Linked DNA regions of Mus musculus: regions 2 and 3 are each linked to region 1. Evidence: chromatin contacts called from public HiCAR-type and promoter capture Hi-C data. All regions are on one chromosome and are shown on one strand. Each heading gives the region's core, a stretch centred on a gene start, on an enhancer-like site or on the middle of the called end of the contact. The rest is flanking DNA. Distances are from core to core; before and after follow the strand shown.

Evidence for each region. Promoter capture Hi-C pulls out the DNA fragments that hold promoters and counts their contacts. HiCAR-type assays count read pairs that join an accessible place to other places.
Region 2: a promoter capture Hi-C map of pre-B cells shows a contact between it and region 1, with 2.5 times the contacts expected there. The contact joins the promoter of Abcg1 here to the promoter of Rpl10a in region 1.
Region 3: a contact with region 1 is called in a HiCAR-type map of astrocytes, with 5 times the contacts expected there. The contact joins the promoter of Mrpl28 here to the promoter of Rpl10a in region 1.

The regions. Positions count from the first base shown.
Region 1 is chr17:28,327,200-28,329,766 of GRCm38.p6, reverse strand. Rpl10a (ribosomal protein L10A) reads right to left here and starts at 1,296. Exons shown (of 6, transcript NM_011287.2): 1 at 1,149-1,296; 2 at 882-956; 3 at 720-800; 4 at 245-393. The coding sequence starts at 1,153.
Region 2 is chr17:31,056,398-31,058,964 of GRCm38.p6, reverse strand. It overlaps Abcg1 (ATP binding cassette subfamily G member 1), which reads right to left and starts at 1,271. Exons shown (of 15, transcript NM_009593.2): 1 at 1,109-1,271. The coding sequence starts at 1,150.
Region 3 is chr17:26,122,217-26,124,783 of GRCm38.p6, reverse strand. It overlaps Mrpl28 (mitochondrial ribosomal protein L28), which reads right to left and starts at 1,281. Exons shown (of 5, transcript NM_024227.3): 1 at 935-1,281; 2 at 76-228. The coding sequence starts at 1,222. Pgap6 (post-glycosylphosphatidylinositol attachment to proteins 6) reads right to left here. Exons shown (of 13, transcript NM_021793.2): 13 at 1,530-2,567. The coding sequence ends at 2,550.

The DNA.
Region 1 (2,567 bases), core at 47-2,546:
CAGGGGCTACCATGGAGGCTAACACGTGGGAGACACTTGTGACCCCTCCCTCGATAGGTTGTTAACTGAAAAGACTTGAAACCCAAACCAATAGCTGGCTATGAGTCAACTGCACACACTGGCGAGAGGGGAGTATCAGACCAGCCTGTGGGGCATTTTCTAACTGGTTGTGAAGCCCAATGTGTGCTGCCACTCCTGGGCAGGGGGTCATGGGTTGTGTTCAGCCCTAGTGAGCCCCACCTACCCAGCTTCTTGACCAACTTCTTGTTTTTGTTAAGCTTCTTGAGCGCCTCGATGTCCATGTGGGGGATATCCACGGCCTTGGCTTCATCACAGTGCTGCTGGTCCCCCAGAACGCACACCGAGAACTTGGGGCGTGGGGTGGACTTGAGCCTGCGTTTGGGAGGGGAGAAAACAGAACAGGTCATGGTCGGCGCTGGCCATCCCGCTAGATCTGAACGCATGGCAGGGAGCGGCAAGCCTTACCCGGAGCTCTGGGCAACACTAGCCTGGCTTCTCAGGCTAGGCGGCGGGCTCGGCCGAGGCCTCCCCACGCCTCCCCTCTTGTTTTAAGACCCAGGGTGGGGGTCCGTCCAGCCTGCCTGCCTGCAGCAGGGCTCCTGAACTACCCTGGCACGTCAGTGTCCCCGTGCCCGCCTAGGGCGCGGCCAGGCCACACGGGAACACTGAGGGCTGGGTGGGGTTAGAGCGGTGCCAACCTGACGGTGCCCGAGAAACGTTTGTCCTTCTGAGGGTCGTAGTTCTTCAGGCTGATCTGCAGCTCCACCGTCTCCAGAAACCTGAGCGAGAGGGGAGCTGTGAGCCAGGGTCGCCATGGCCGGGGATGCTCGCCCTGCCCCGGGAGGGAGGCCCGCGCTCACTTGCGGCGCTTGCGCTGGTTCCCGTGCAGGACTTCCCGCACCGCCTCGTACAGGGTGTCGCGTGAGACTTTGCTGCTGTTGGGGAGAAGCGAAGGCGTTCGGGGCCGGCCATGCTGCACCCCGGGCCCGATGACAGGCCCACGGCACGCTGGGGAAAGGCTCGCGACGCGGGGCAGTCGCCGGGAGAGCCTCCGAGACGGGCCGCGGGGCGTCCGCGGGCGTGTGGGTGCACGGATGGCGGCGGATAGCGCCACGATAACAACTTACCTCATGGCTGCGGCTGCCGCGGAAACCGGAAAGAAGGCAGAGCGCTTTGCGCATGCGCTCAAATAGAGCCCGCGTTCTCGCGAGAGTTGCCCGTTACGGGCACGTTCCGCGCTCAGCCAAGCCGGAGAGGCGCTGCAGTTTGCGGCCGCTGGGGGGGCGCCACCACGCGGCTGCACCGTGAGAACCGCTCTAGGAGCAGCAGGCAGTCCTGCATTGGGACAAGGGCTGAAGCCGGGCCCTGGGATTGGATTTCTCCCTGCTTTCTATCTTCTGCCTGCCCCATGACTTCCAGTCCCCGGCAGAACCGGTCTCCGTCATCGCCTAATTTGGTGATGAGCCCCGCAGAGCCACTGGGCAGCCGCCCCCTCTAGCCGTGCATTGTGCAATGGTCCGGCCACCGCATGTGGGCAGAGGCATGGATGACAGGAATAGCTTGAGGAAATGACCCTTGCTGAGATCTGCAGAACGGGAAAGCGCCTTGTGACTAGATTAGGATCAGATGTGCCTGGCTTAAGCCTAAGCCTCCACCTGGGAGGAGGCGCCCACCAGTCTATCCTGGCCATCTGTATAAACCGCCCCTGATTCAGCCTCCGGGCAAGGTGGACTTTGGACAAATGCCCCTGTCCTGTCTCAATTAGTTGGCATTTCAAACAAAGTCGTTCTTGTTACTTGACCCCGGTCTTCGCAGTTAATAGAGAGGCGCCGGGTCAAGGAGCGTTTGCAGGGAGCCTCCAGATCTGGAGTGACTCATTTGGAGGCATGTCACCCTCTCTGGGAACAAATCACAGATGTAGCCAGCACCCACCATTTCCAGGGAGCAGACCTACGAATAGCTCATCTCGCCTGAGCACACACACAGCAAACAGCAGGCAGGATGAAGCAGGTTCCCACAGGGTCAGAGCAGAGCAGGCAGGTTGAAGCTGCAAGTGCCATCCACACTCTAAAGGCCATCAACATGGTGAGCGGCTGACGTCTGTCTCTTAGACATTGTTCCCCTTGCTTCTGTAGTCAGATTCAGCTTGTTCTCAAAAGCCAGACCTTCTCACTGGACTGACCTCCTTGCCTCCCTGGAACAGGGACTCAGAAGCACCCAGAAACCTCAGTTCCCCACCCACTGCAGGGCTAAGGTAGGAGGATGCTGTCATGAACTTTCTCAGGCTAATTCAGTCACATCAGTTTGGCAAATTTTTGTTTCTTGGCATAGCCCCGACTCTCTTGGAATTCGCTCTGTAAACCAGGCTGGCCTTGAAATTAGAGATCTGCCTGCCTCGATCTCCTGAGTTCCAGGATTAAAGGTGTGTGCCACCGTGCCCAGCTGTGTGCTAAATATTTTTTGAGTGAGGTGCTGTGGAAATACAGATGTCACACAGGTCTGCAGCAGGCACCCTGTGTCTTTTCAGCCCATGGTGGGTTAGACAT
Region 2 (2,567 bases), core at 22-2,521, 2.7 Mb before region 1:
TTGTCAGAGCAGAGCATGCGCACAAAGCCGAGTGCTTTTTTTTTTTTTCCTCTAGAGCGCAAGGCAAGAGGTAACTGTCGGTCAAATCCTGGGGAGCCTTGCTGACTTCAAATACAGGATGCTAAAAATGAAATAAAGGGGAGGGACTGTGAGATGTGGGCTTCTAGCGTATTGGGAAGGAACAGGCAGGCTAGTAACAGAAAGAAAGGCACGATTCGGGTGGGAAAACGGAGGGCTTGCTGTTTATACTCCACCACAGTCTGAAGTCAGCTTAAGAGGTTATTAACCGCAATGTCCGCTTGTTAGACAGAGCCGGTAGGGCCAAGGGTGAGACCAGACAGATGGTGGGCTGGTTTTTGTTGTTGTATGTTAGCTTTCTCCTGGAGCATTGAGTGACCGTGGAAGAGGAGACGCTTGCCCACCTCTGAGAAACAATACTTGTCTAGCAATTCTGTAGCACCCAGGTTTTGTCCTAACACTGGTATCTGGGGGGATGGGGGCGTGTAAATGCCCACACCCTACCCTCACCCTGGCAGGGATCTGAGCTCGTCCTCCTCTGTCTCCCCTGGGACTTCGCTGCCTCCTCCAAGAGTAGCTGTCTCTGGGGAGCGCAGGAGAGCAGGCTCCGTTTCGTGGGGCGCAGTTTCTCTTTTTGTGTCCCCCCCCCCCCACTGTGCCCAGGACTCCAGAGGGTGGCGCAAGAAGTCCCCCGCCGTCTGCCCGCTCCACAGAGCTCCTCAGAGAGATCTGACCCTCCCCTCCCTCGGGCTGAGCCTGCAGTCCCTCCCCAGTGCGCTTCCACATCTCCAGCCCCTCACCCAGGAGGCGGACAAGTCAAGGCCATCTACCTGTCCACTTGTGGGGTTGCTCGCTACCCGCGCCCCACTCCACCTTCTGGATGCCCTAAGCCAGTACAGGAGCATCTCAAAGCTCCAGGTGGCCAGGGCGGAGTCGAGCAGCGCCGGGCACCTCTCCAGAGCACCCCAGGTCAGCGCCCGGAGGATGCGCTCATAGGCGGCTGGTGTGAGGACCAGCCAGCCTGGCTTTGAGCTTCCTGTTTCCTTAGAAGATAAAAGCCAGCCCGGAGTGCGAAGGATGTGCGACTCACCATGGCGGTGCCGACCGAGAAAGCGGCCATCAGACAGGCCATGCCCCGGGGGCGGCGGCGGCAGCGGCAGTGGAGACAAGTCTGCGGGCGGCGGGGACGAGGTTGCAGGAACGAGGCTGCGCTTGCTCCTGCTCCTCCGCGGCGCTCTGCGCGGGTTCCGACTGCGCCCCGGCCCCGCCCCTGCCCACGATTGGGCCGGGCGGAGGGGGCGGGGCGCCGACAGGTGCGCGTGCTCTTGTTTTGCTCCTGTTGCGGAGCGGCTGGAGGATGCTCTGGACCCGAAGCTGTCTGCTAGGCCTCTCCCAACCGCCTGGGCCTGGGAAGCCCACTTCAGGGACCCTGCAGGAGCTGGGCCAGCTCAACCCTAGACGAACCAGTGGGGGCGCCCTACAAACCACGGGGTCCTTGTTTCGGAAACCTCCCGAGGTAGCTTGAGATCAATGGGATAGGGAAGAAGGCAGGTGGCTCCTTTGTTCTGCCTTTGTTATGCATGCCTTCCAGGTAGAAGCCCCAGGGACAAACGTAGAAAACAGCCCCAGGGCTTTTCCCTTAGCGCTAGTGTGCGGTGACCCTAAATTGAGGCAGCATGGGCGTTCATACAGATAGCTCCTAGGTCTCCATCAGCACCACTCCATCCCCAAATAAGCCACAGGGGTGTTTCCAGTGTCTTACACAGCCACGTTCTTGTACCCTACTGAAACCCCTGTGATTTGTAAATGGGACGTTGCGTGGTAACCGTGGTGAAAATCTTTAATCCCAACCTCAGATCCTAAACTAAGTCTTCTGTTGAAATGATTCTCTGTCACCCCCAGCACAGTAGAGCCACCCGCTCCAACACTTGGGTGTGCTGGGGTACTTTCTGCTCTCCTAGAAAGGGGCAGGCAAGTGGTTGTCACATCCTCAGATCCTTGACCTCAGCTAAGCTTCTCCCTAGCATCACAGAAAGAAAAGTGGGTGTGGCTGAGTTTGGAGGGAAGAGGGTGGGCTTCTAATACCGGAGGGACCGATGGCCCTATCTGGTATCAAGAAGGCTGACAAAGCCAGGGCATTCTAGAAGGTTATGAGTACAAACCTCCTTGTGAGACTATGCTGGGGCCTAGCAAACACAGAAGTGGATGCTCACAGTCAGCTAATGGATGGATCACAGGGCTCCCAATGGAGGAGCTAGAGAAAGTACCCAAGGAGCTAAAGGGATCTGCAACCCTATAGGTGGAACAACATTATGAACTAACCAGTACCCCGGAGCTCTTGACTCTAGCTGCATATGTATCAAAAGATGGCCTAGTCGGCCATCACTGGAAAGAGAGGCCCATTGGACACGCAAACTTTATATGCCCCAGTACAGGGGAACACCATGGCCAAAAAGGGGGAGTGGGTGGGTAAGGGAGTGGGGGTGGGTGGGTATGGGGGACTTTTGGTATAGCATTGGAAATGTAAATGAGCTAAATACCTAATAAAA
Region 3 (2,567 bases), core at 32-2,531, 2.2 Mb after region 1:
GCCCATGCCCATGCAGTGCACTCGGCACTTCCCACGAGTCTGACAAGACCTTGGAGTGCACTAACCCCTGCTTGCCTTGAGAATATAGAAGTCAAATCCATAGGCCTCATCGATGAGATCCAGGGTCCTCATGGTCACAGTCACGGTGAACTTCTTGTCCAGGATTTCACTGTAAAGCTCCCGAGTGAACAGCTGTGGCTTCCACACCTTCTTCACCCTCTTGGAGAGCTAAGGGTGCAAGAGAAACCTCCCGTTTTCCTATAGACCAAGTGGGCCCCAAAGCACCCTTCTGGAACCTGGGCTACTGTGAGCCAGGCCCTCTCCCTTCCTCAGACGCTCCTCAGGACCACTGATGCAGGTCAGGGCCCCTGAGCTGGCTCTGGACACCCACCCACCTAGATGTCTGCTTCACTCAGGCTAGCCCTAATGCTACTGGTATATGTTCCAGATTCTCACACAGCTGAAACCCAGTAGCCACAGGCAAGTGAATGACACCCTGGAAGGCCTGAAACATACTCTCTCCTCCCACAGGGCTTGCCTAGGAGCAGAGTATCACCAGAAGAGATAGACTCCAGGCAGTCATCTCGGTCTTTTTGATTTTTATGTACTAGGAGCAAAGTTATTCCGTCCTAAAAATGAGGGAAATGCGCATAGAAACTAGCAGGTGACAAGCAGATTTCACTTCTCCCTCCTCTTCGGCACAAGCTTCGAATCTATCCTTCCTCCTTCCTTTTCTCCACCACTGTCCCCACTCTGTCCTTACTTTTGATACTATCTGATCCAGGACCACCCCACTTCAGGACTAGACTTTGCTATCGGAGTTAGCTTGCTCCGTAAACAAAACGCTTGTGTTAGTCTGGTTGACCGTTTGTGGCGCCCAGAGCAGCGCCTGCTCAGCAAAGCATGCAGAACAGCCGAGATGGTCCGCACCCACCTTGTCGTTGTTGGCGTATCTGTAGCCTAAAATCAAGCCCTCTCCACCCCACAGTCCCTGCTGGGACTCTGGAGGGTAGTGAACTGGAATGGGTACGTCCTCAACGCGCTCGCGCTGCCCATTCTTGGGGTTGATCTTGAACTTGGTCCCGTGAGGTTTGTAGTGTACCGGGGTCGGCGTCCGTTCTTCTTCCAGTGAGCGCAAGAAGTGGGCGGGCAAGCGCGCACAGATGCCCTGCCGCAGCCGCAGCTTCTGCCACAGGTGCACAGGATACCTGTGCAGCGGCATCGCGCGACCCTCTACTTCTAGGAGAGCGCGCCCGCGCCTCCCGGAACCGGAATAGCGTCACCGAACGTGCGCCTTCGCTCGCTGCCAATTGGCAGCAACGCCCGTCCATCTAAACTAATCCCTTTCCCTCCGCCTCCTTTAGGGACCATGAAAAATTATCTACTGCGAATGGGTTCAAGGCACCGTCTGCCAAGTGCAGCCCAGGAGTTCCCCAGCAGCTTTGGCAAGCCTGTTGGGAAAGGCTACCCTGAGCTCAACCTCCCTTTCCCTCCAGGGACGCAAGGAAAAAAAAAAAAAAGACCACTCATTTGATTTGAAAAATTATTGTAGAATATTAAATTCACCAATTACATAAAAATATGCCTTCATATCTTAGAACAGTAACATTTTACCACCTGCCCCCCACCCCCAACAGAATATACACATTTCCCCTTTCAGGGGCTAAAGTGTGCTTTGGTGCCAAATAAAGGATGTTAGTAGCTTGGGAAGGAGCCCAGAAGCCCACACCTGCAATCCCAGTACTCAGAGCAGATGAGCCTCACAGTGGGAACCAAATGGCCTGGGCACACAGCACTACCAGCTCAGTGACCCCAGGAGACCAGAAAGATTGGGCTGGGGATCCAGAACCCACTCCTTAATCCTCAGTTGATCCAGTAGGGGTCAGCCTCATCCAAGTGTCTAGGGCCAGCACAGGAGAATGCTCACCAGACTGGGGCCTTGGACCCCTTAAGAGAGAAGGGAACACTAGCGAGCATTGTGTGCCTTCTGGAGCCAGACCTCATACAGCTGAGCAGCCTGCTACCTCAGGCTCTCCCGAAGGCCTCCTGCTCCAACAGACAATGAGGGAGGGACAGCACACAGCACTCCAGGTCTTAATCAGCTCTCTGATGACCCTGGACTCTACCATAGCAACTGCAGCAGGAGGGTATCCCCATGCCAAGGCAGGATGGCATTAAGGGTACAGGATGTCAGAGACAGTGAGTGACCTCTGTGCACTCAGACTTCCTTGCTTGTGGGTCTCATATCACGGCTTTCCAAAGGAAGGGGACCACAGGAATCCCTTATCTGTATCCCCATCCATAACAGCGTGATCAGCCCACACGTGGCACCTGTGGGCTCCAGGTGGAAACAGCTGTGACCTTCAGAGGAATTGGCAGCAGCCATAAAGATTTTTTGGGGTGGAGGGGGTCTTCTCTGGAGAAAGAAGCCAAGCGTCTCAGGACAATTTTATTCAGATGGAAACCTGGTTGGGGCTAGACAAGCACCTCTCTCGCTTGTCCTAGCTGAAGAGGTCATTAGAGTTTCAGGTGTCCATGAACCAGCCTTATCAGGTCACTGTGTACAA